3 separate regions of the Sus scrofa genome follow, and all the other regions are linked to region 2. A link is a contact called in public HiChIP or PLAC-seq and promoter capture Hi-C data. All regions are on one chromosome and are shown on one strand. The core of a region is the stretch at or near the end of the contact, and the rest is flanking DNA. Distances in the headings are between cores, read along the strand shown.

Region 1 (2,875 bases), core at 217-2,716, 400 kb before region 2:
TTCTCAATACATATTGTTCAGAATAACAGAAGAAATTTGGTTTTCTAGACATGGATCTAGAAATGCTGGGGGAAAAATACCAATACAGTGTGTTTTTTGATCTAAAGACTCTATAATTACAGGCTCCTGAACTATAAAAGATAGTGGTCACTGTTATCAAACATTACAACAGGCAGAGTTTGATCACAGGAAGCCATGAAGGCATATCTGGGTTTGTAAAAACTAGAATGGAGCCCACACACTGATCAAAAAATGACTACTTCTATGGTGTCTGAATCTCTAATGTCATAAAGTAGTGACCACACACTGGACCGCACTTCGCTGTGGGTCACTGACCACCGAAGAGACATTGTTTCCCAAGAAGCTCAGCCAAAGAAGGAGCCACTCACAAAGAGGGAACACTTTGTGAGAAGAATTAAATACTGATTTTACCTATGTACTCATCTGGGGGCAGGTATCTTCCTGAGACAGGAGAGAAAGGAGCTGATTACTAATATCCTAGTGTACTAACCAGCTATGAACACAGAGCTAAAAGCCGCACTTTCTTTCATTTTCTTCTATCTACTAAACTCAGTGGTCTTTTGATGAGCACTTTTTAGCAATTAAGAAGTGCTAGGTGCAGGGCTGGGTACTGGGATAGAGTAGGTGAGCATGAGAGACGCAGCGCTGACCTTTGGAGCTCCTTTGTACTGAAGGAGGATACGCATTAAGCCAACAGTATCAAATGGTTCTTTTATTCCTGTTGAGTGTTACGTAGGGGTACAGGGTATAACAAGTTCGTGACTTGGCCATTAATCTATGTGGGGATCAAAAGGTATTCCTTTGGAAATTATGACTACCTTGAGATTTGATAAATGACTCAAAGTTAGATACAGAGATGACTAAGCTTCAGCCCAGCAAACATAAACGATGTCTATCACATGACAAACAAAGAAACACCTATTCTTAGAGCCTTTTTTTCATATTACTACTTTGGCTTTATTTTCCAGGATGTTTCTTCTACTCCCTCTATTTTAGTTACACTCATTACTGTGTGTGGGTGGAGGGGTGGGAGGTGTGGGTGTGTTGAGACTTTGTGTTTTTTAAGAGCAATTTAAGATTCACGGCAAAACTGAAGGTAAAGTATAGAGACTTCCGATATGCTTCCTGCCCCCACATGAGAATCTTTTCAAATAGGATAGAATCTCATCATTTTAGGACTGGCATAAAGTGTTCAGTCATCTAGTAACAGAGGCTAGATTAAATAACCAGGATCATATGGGGTTCCAATGGCCCAGTGATTCTAGAACTTCAGTTCCACATTTACACAGCTTTCTTTTCTTACCAGTTGAACTAAAAATAGGGCAAGAGCTGACTTTAATAAGCTGGAAAGGTTGTTTTCTGAGCACTAAAAGGAGGTCCTCTTCAAGCAGCACATTCTGGCCTCGCACAGGCAGAATGCCCAGAAGTGTCCTCTCCACTGGAGCACTCCTGGCTGGAAAATGGAACAGACGGAGTTTGCTCCTAAATAGGCAAGAGTGTGTGAGAGCAGCAAGCACTTGGGTTCAGAGCTGAGCTACAAAGTACAGAGGAGAAAATAAAGCTTAACAGAAAAAGTGACTTGGGGTTAGACACAGGAAAAAAATGGAAAGAAACCACCTAAAACTTTGCTTTGATCATGGACACATGCGGTTGTACAGCTGGCTAGGTGCTCAGTGGGTGAGCTCACAGTGCTTCAGAGGCTCTGGGTTTGATCCCCGGAGGCGTTGGCTTGGTTCTCTTCCTGCACCCTTGATCCAGCTGAAGGTCCTGCAAATCCTTACTTTTGGTCACTAGAGAATCTTGTGAAATAGATTCCTGCAGCTCAAAGTTCATGTTTTCCTTAATAATGAATGCTGGATACCCTTGCATGTGAGGGACATTTTTGGGGAAAATGAATTATATTATACTGGAAATTAGGGTGTAGCTAGTGAAAATGAATATGAACAGAATTGAAATAAATAAGAATGAGAGTCTATCCAGGCTCTGCGTTTATCAGCTATAGGGGATTATAACTTAATCTCTACGTGCCTGTTTCCCCACCTGTAAAATGGGGGCAATAACAGTATCACATCATGGAATTATTACTAGAATTAAACGACTGATGTTCATAAAGCACTTGGAATATTCATGCCAGATATATATTCATGCCAGGTACTGTTCCAAGCATATATATATATATATATATATATATATATATATAGAGAGAGAGAGAGAGAGAGAGAGAGAGAGAGAGAGAGAAGAGATTCACTGAACATGGAGAGAAAAATATATATAAAAGTTATATTTATAATTCCAAATTGTAACCCAGGTACTTTCCTGCTGTCAGTTACATCAGACCAAGATGTTAAAAATCTATTTTTTAAAGTATATGCTAAATCTTAAGTACAGTGAACTGAATAAAAGGAAGACAAGTCTTCGAGGAAGTTAGTTCTATATGAAAATTAAAAACAAATAGGAAAAGCAATACATTGATATATTTGAGGCTAATTACACCAGTGACTAATGATTTTAGATAAAATGAAATTTACCTAGAGAGCAACTCTATAGAACATGTGGAACATATAATGCTTGGTATAAAAGTAAACATTTTAAACTGGCTCAGCTATAATTTTGAAAGTGAAAACTAGAATCAAATGTCATAACACTGGATTTCAAAAATCGCTGGGCGGGGCTGTGACTAACCCAACATAAGAATCCATGATACCCATTTTTTTTTAATTTTCTTAATTTGAAATCGTGGGAAACAGCTTTTGGACTTACAAACACATGTTCTTAATCACCACTCCCTGTGGTAGAAAAAGCACACAGTTTTAAAGTCACCTTAGGATAGACCAAGTTGGTTAAAGATCCACAA
Region 2 (2,924 bases), core at 148-2,647:
CATAGGTCATTGCTGTGGCTCACATTCAACCCCTAGCCCAGGAACTTCCATATGCTGCACGTGCAGCCAGTAAGTAAATAAGGAAAATCAATGGCCCAATCTCTGCAGTGGGAGTTAGGGGTTATTTTTTCTCTTCCTTATATACCCACAGCATTCTGATTACACCTCCGTCTTAGCCCTTCTCCAAATTGTCTCCCAGTGTTTCTATTGTCTTCACCAGATTTTTAGCATCTTGCACTTGTGGTCCTTGTCTTCTCCACAGTATCTAGCTGGTGCTTTGCATGTCAGGGGTATACTGAAGAGTCTTTTGCTTGAACTGAAGAAGCACATAATTCAGACACAAAATGAGTAAAGAGTGAGTCTTGGCATCATAATGGACCAAGCATACAGTGTTTTAGAACAGATGGTGTGAGGGAGTTCCTCTCATGGCTCAGCGGTTAACGAGCCTTCTAGGATCCATGAGGATTCGGGTTCAATCCCTGGTCTCGCTCAGTGGGTTAAGGATCTGGTGTTGCTGGGAGCTGTGGTGTAGGTCGAGGACGCAACTCAGATCCCGCATTGCTATGGTTGTGGTGTAGGCTGGCAGCTACAGCTCCCAACTGGACCCCTGGCCTGGGAACTTCCATATGCTACGGGTGCAGCCCTAAAAAGCAGGGGCGGGGGGGAAGAGATAGGATGATTCTCAGATGAATTAACATATGGATAACAGGGAAGAGACTGAGATTTCCGCAAAAGACAATTCCGTGTATCAAAAAGCAGACATAGATTGGAAGGATAATGGGGGGGAAAAAACAGTGGGTATATTTTACAAAAGATTGTGAAATCGCCGCTCTTAATATCGTTCGGCATTATCCCACCATCCGTGTGTCTCAGCTTAAGGTGAAGATTTTCTGAAATGGGGCCGGATGAGGACACACTGGAGGCAGGGTTCGGGTGGACATCTCTGGAAACCCAGGGGACTGGGATGAGTGGTTGCCATGGTTCCAGCCGAAGTGCCGCACCCATTTTTCTTTGTAACCAAGGTCAGAGGCGCTGGCTTATTCCTGTCCACATTGTGATTGTTGAGGTTTAGAAGTCAGGCAGGACTGTGGCAACATAAAGCTCACTAGCAGCAGACAATGATATTACTTTATAATTGAATGCTTTTCCCACAGAGGACTTGATGGGGGACACAGAGACTCCGAGAATCCCCCTTTGCCATGGTCTTCAGCACAGGGCCATGGCTCCGAGATCCTTCCCCTATCATGTGGGCAGACCCTCTGCTCGCAGTCATTGCAGATTCACTTCCAGGAGTCATAGCGTCTCCCTGTGTTCTTGCACATCTTTGAAATGCCCCAGGCAACTGCTCCTCCCTCCAGTGGAGCCGCCACAGCAGCTGTGGGCTGCACCAGGCCTGGTCTCTGCTCCGTTTCTGGCAGCAGGCAACTACCGCCAAGCCGCTCTCCCCAAAAGCCTGCATATTGTAAACCCATTAAGGCTTAACTCCTAGGGGACAACAAAGAGAGCTGCCTTTGTGAGCTCTGTGTGGGATCACAGAGGCCTCTGGCACCTGGCTTGTCCTCAGGCCCGGGGTGATCTGCAGGGAAAGTTACAAGCTGCCGAGGGAATATTTTCACAGGTTTTCCAAACAAAGGGTTCTTTCTTCAAACTCAGCCGCAACTCTTTTCTGATTGCTAATTAACCAAGCCTAGTGAAAAACAGGCCGTTTCGGTAAATAGATGAGAGGTGGTGTGTGTGTGTGTACGTGTGTGTGGTGTGGTGGATGTGCACGCTGATGTGCTTTTGTTTGTTTTTTGACACATGACAAGAGGCCCTGTTTTGAGTCTGACGGGGTGGTGAGCCTGTGGCAGGGAGGCTTCCCTCCTGTTCACTGCTGCTGTGCACACAGTCAGGCTGCTGTCGTCTTTGCGGATTGGATGTGCTTGGCGTTTGGCTTGAAGTCGCCCTCTCTCCCTCCACGTGGAGGGTCTCTTTCGCTCTGGGTCTCTGCGTTGCCACTGTTCCTCACCTGCCTCCCCATTGGCTCCCTTGGAGCCGCCTTTTAGGCAGCCCCTCCTTGGCCCTTCGAGGGTCTGCAATAGGACTTTGTTTGCTCTCCCTCCCAGGAACCTTCCCTGGGGGCCTCTATGCCTTTTGTATGTGGTATGTGCTTGAGGATCTGAAAGCCCCCTTTCCTCAGAAGCCCCCCTGCCCCCCCCCAGGACACTGGTAATTATTATAACTGCTCTTTCACCACATGGTGCGTGTTGCCACCTGGTCCGAGCCGGCCAGAGCCTGGTGGCTTTCTGGATGGTTGCCGAAGGCTTCCAAACCCTACCTCTTGTAACTTAGCTTTTCCAGTTACGTGTTAGGAGTTTTGTAAGTTTCCCACCTCAGTGTCCTGGAGCTTTGAAGGAAGGTTACGTTACCCACCATTAAGGTGCTTTTTACGAGGTTATCTATCCGTTTGATCTTTGCCTTACTGATACTGGATCAATACTACTTGTTAATTCTGGCCTTTTTGGTTGCGAGACTGTGGTGGGGGAAAAAAGCTCTTCACAGGCCTCTAGTGGACATGTGGTGGAACTTCGGGAAGCTTGTATTCAAACGTATAAAACTGGTGTGACCTACGGGCACCAGGCAATCCCCCAAATGTATTCTTCGTCAGGCTTTTAATTCAGTAGCATAGTGGTGTGTTTGAAGGCATGGAAAATAGGAACAATGGTGAAGTCACAGTCTTGGTTGACTTTAACCACAGGGTGCAGTGATCAAGTTGTCAGCTGTTCCCTCCTGTCAACTGGAATGAGTTTCTTTGTCCATTTAGTCTCTATTTTATAACAGCAGCTGAATTTTAACATCGAATCATTTTAAATCAACTGTACTCTTAATTCATTTTTTTTAATCAAGAATTTGAAGTCTCTGGCATGTTAATAATTTCCGTATGT
Region 3 (2,993 bases), core at 281-2,780, 270 kb before region 2:
ACCACAGCTCAGGGCAAGGCTGGATCCTTAACCCACTGGGCAAGGATACGAATCAAACCCCCGTTCTCATGCATTACTGACAAAGCAACCCTCAACTCTATAAATTATTCCAAGTGTGGTGCTACTACCCACAGCTTAAGTTATCACCAGAGAATTTATCAGAGTCGTGATTATTCAGCTCTACCCCCAGCCTTTCCCAGTTAAAATCTTTCAGGTTAAGGCCAATCTATTTTAACAAGTCTTCCAGGGACACCTGATGCATGCTCACGTTTGAGAATCGCTGCCGCAGGAGAATCGCCCAGTGAAGCAGTGCTTTCAGTAGGCGCTGAAGGCTACAGGAAACTTCCTTCACTAACTTCCACTTAAAATACTCAGTTAAGCCGCGTTCTGGTAAAGCCCTAAGAACAACCCATTGCTCACTACCAAACAATCAGGCCTCAAACTTCCAGGAAAATCGAGGTTCTTAAGCAAAAATTCATCAAGGAAGAATTTACATTGATTTTGCTAACTTAGGGGAAAGGTTTTCTTTTCCCCGTCCGTTATCTAAGAGAAATATGACACACGAACAAGTCTATATTTATCCGGAGTGTTTCTGAGGCTACCTTTCGGAAATTTCCTTGGCCTATTTTTTAAAAAGTTATCCATGAAATTCTCCCCTCCTTCAGGGGCTCCAAACACGTACGCTGTATGTTTAATCATCAAAGGGAAACAAAACCTCTTACAGCAGAAACCAATCTAAGACACAACACCTGTGCCATCTTCCCACCAAGCAAGAAATGGTGGAGCCCGGTCCCAAAAGACTAAGAAATCGACGCAGGGATGATTGAGAAGGACTCAAGAGCAAAGTATGAGGAGACAAAAAAAGACCTGCTTTTTTTCTGGGCTTAAAACTAGAGAAAGAACTCCGTTTCCGCTCCATCTCGGGTATTTTCAAGCTAACACATACAAGCAGCTACCAATTCAAAGTGCTGCAAAGTACCTCCTGCGCGGGAACTCGGCAGGGCGGAGCCTCTGGTCGCTCCCTTCCCGAGGGCGGGACAGAGCAGAACCGGGGCCGCGTTTTCTCTGGAAGGTTCCGAAAGGCGCGCGCCCCCTCCGCGGGCGGCGAGACACTCGGCACCAGATGGCGCTGCCGCACCGAGAGCCGGAGCCTGGGCGGCAGGAGAGAAGGGAAGAGGCGTCACCGGATCCTTTCTGTCGCCGGAAATGCGCGCTGCCGGCGGCCTCGGGTCCCGGATATTAAGATTTCTGGAGGGTTCCCGCGTGAGGGCGGGACTAGAACCGGAACCGAACAGCGACCGTCGGGCCTCGGGGCGGAAGCCCGGGGCGGCGCCAGCGGGGGGCTGGTTTCTGGTGCGCGCGCCTCGCTGGGGGCGCGAGGGGGCGGGACCTCGCTCGCACTTGCGCGTTTTGGGGACGTAGGCGCTGCCGGGACGTGCGTCTTTCTCCATCTTTGCACGTTTGTTGGCCCGGCAAGGCGGAAATGGTGGCGTAGTAGGTTTTTTGTGTTTTTTTTTTTTCCCCCCCTCCATCCCCTCCCGCCCACAGGGTTGGGGTTTCTGGCTGTGAGTGAGGTTTCTGGAAATCTCTGTGGAAAGTTAATGGTATGTGAGGTAAAAACGCGAGCTTTATTTTCCCCTTGAGTCTTAAGCGATCCAGATGCCTGCTGGGCGCGGTCCCAGTGCTGGGCTGGACCCAGCCTTTCCCTCTAAATCTCTTCCTGCACCGGCTTGATCCACCCAAAGTGTCGTTAAGCATCCGTCCTGAGGCAGTAGGAGTGTCACTCGTGAAAAGGAACGTGGGCAGATACATTCTTCACGTGGAACCTAAAAACGCTTTTTAATTATGTCAGGAAGCATGTCTTGGTTTTTTAGCAGTGCTTCTCAAGAACTCATGGAGTTCATCGGCTTTATCGTCACGTTTTTGTCAGTAACATTTTATGTTCTTTGTTTTATGGTGTCTTGGTCTTTATCAAATATTAATTACGGGAAGGCCGCTTGTGCAAACCGTTCGAAAGGAGAAGAATTCTCCATTTCCATTTTTACAAGACAGGGGCAAACCACTTTTAAAGGACGGATCTAGGAACTCGTGAGAGTGCCCTGGTTTGGTTTGGTTTTTAAATGCAGCATCGAAACGACCAAAGGTAGCAAAAATAAATTCTCTGTGAAGCCATACTAATCCAACTTTAATTTTAGACCAATTCTGAAAGTGTTAGCAGCAAGGTACCCAGTTCTCCCAAGAAATTTCTTGGTAGACACTTTTATCTTTGTATTTCAGAGTTCCTTCCAATCTGCGGCCTACGTAAAAACTTGAGTCCTTGTGAAAGCCAGATTGAAAGGAATAGAGATTTATTTAAAAGAGTTATACTGAGAGAAATGGGAAGATTGGGGAATAAAAGATTGTCTGGAGTAGCCACATAAAGACATTTTATAGTTTTTGGTTAAAACCCTTTGGTGGGTTTTGGTAACAGGTGTTGTGAAGAAAGCTACTGTCAGTGGAGGAGTCCCATGATGTACATTTATGTGAGAAACCAAAAAAAATTGGGCAGGATCATTGGGGACTGATCACAGTGTGTGAGCAGGAGGCTAGATGCAGGCGGCACATAATGGAAGACATTAGGAAACACATGAAAGCAAAGGTCAGAGCTAAAGGGGCAATGGATGTGGAAACACTGATTTGGAAACTGGGGAAAAACAGGTTTTAGACCTCAAACTGAATGTGTAGAATAAGGAATAAATTCTTCATTAGATGTTTTGTTTTGGGATATATTGCATTTAGCTGCTTATTTTAACTTTATGTTCCTGTCTTCCCTATATTTCATGTACAAACAACCTTAAATTGAAAGAAAGAGTGCTTAATTTTGCCACCATTATACTAGTAATTTACCCTAGCATAGTGCTTCCCAGTGTAAGGAATTATTTACTTAATTGAGTCTGTTTATGTATATTCACAAGTGGTGGCATTAAAGTTGCTTCTCTGCAAATACCTTCAAC

What was found. Promoter capture Hi-C pulls out the DNA fragments that hold promoters and counts their contacts. HiChIP or PLAC-seq counts read pairs in DNA pulled down with a chosen protein or histone mark.
Region 1: a contact with region 2 is called in an H3K27ac HiChIP or PLAC-seq map of skeletal muscle, with 4 times the contacts expected there. The contact joins two enhancer-like sites. A contact is called at or near these places in 3 of 47 Hi-C or Micro-C datasets (epiblast stem cells, fetal skeletal muscle and mesenteric adipose tissue) and 1 of 2 datasets of contacts at active chromatin or transcription factors (skeletal muscle).
Region 3: a promoter capture Hi-C map of liver shows a contact between it and region 2, with 8 times the contacts expected there. The contact joins the promoter of LOC106507939 here to the enhancer-like site in region 2. A contact is called at or near these places in 4 of 5 promoter capture datasets (fetal liver, fetal skeletal muscle, liver and 1 more), 18 of 47 Hi-C or Micro-C datasets (alveolar macrophages, brain, embryonic fibroblasts and 10 more) and 2 of 2 datasets of contacts at active chromatin or transcription factors (alveolar macrophages and skeletal muscle).

What each region holds. Positions count from the first base shown.
Region 1 is chr11:10,040,097-10,042,971 of Sscrofa11.1, reverse strand. The region is part of intron 3 of LOC106507939; the gene reads right to left. Among named protein-coding and RNA genes, the nearest start is that of RFC3, 100 kb to the left of the region's middle. Within about 2 kb of position 1,466, at least 16 of the 83 cell types and tissues checked have an H3K27ac peak or open chromatin away from gene starts, as enhancers often do. A contact at or near this core is called in skeletal muscle, where this site is marked.
Region 2 is chr11:9,637,659-9,640,582 of Sscrofa11.1, reverse strand. The region is part of intron 1 of STARD13 (stAR-related lipid transfer protein 13); the gene reads left to right. Among named protein-coding and RNA genes, the nearest start is that of STARD13, 99 kb to the left of the region's middle. Within about 2 kb of position 1,397, at least 34 of the 83 cell types and tissues checked have an H3K27ac peak or open chromatin away from gene starts, as enhancers often do. A contact at or near this core is called in brain, epiblast stem cells, fetal liver and 4 more, where this site is marked.
Region 3 is chr11:9,911,309-9,914,301 of Sscrofa11.1, reverse strand. LOC106507939 reads right to left here and starts at 1,530. Exons shown (of 4, transcript XM_021065188.1): 1 at 980-1,530. The coding sequence starts at 1,451. All of the region lies in intron 1 of LOC110255744 (a long non-coding RNA gene), which reads left to right.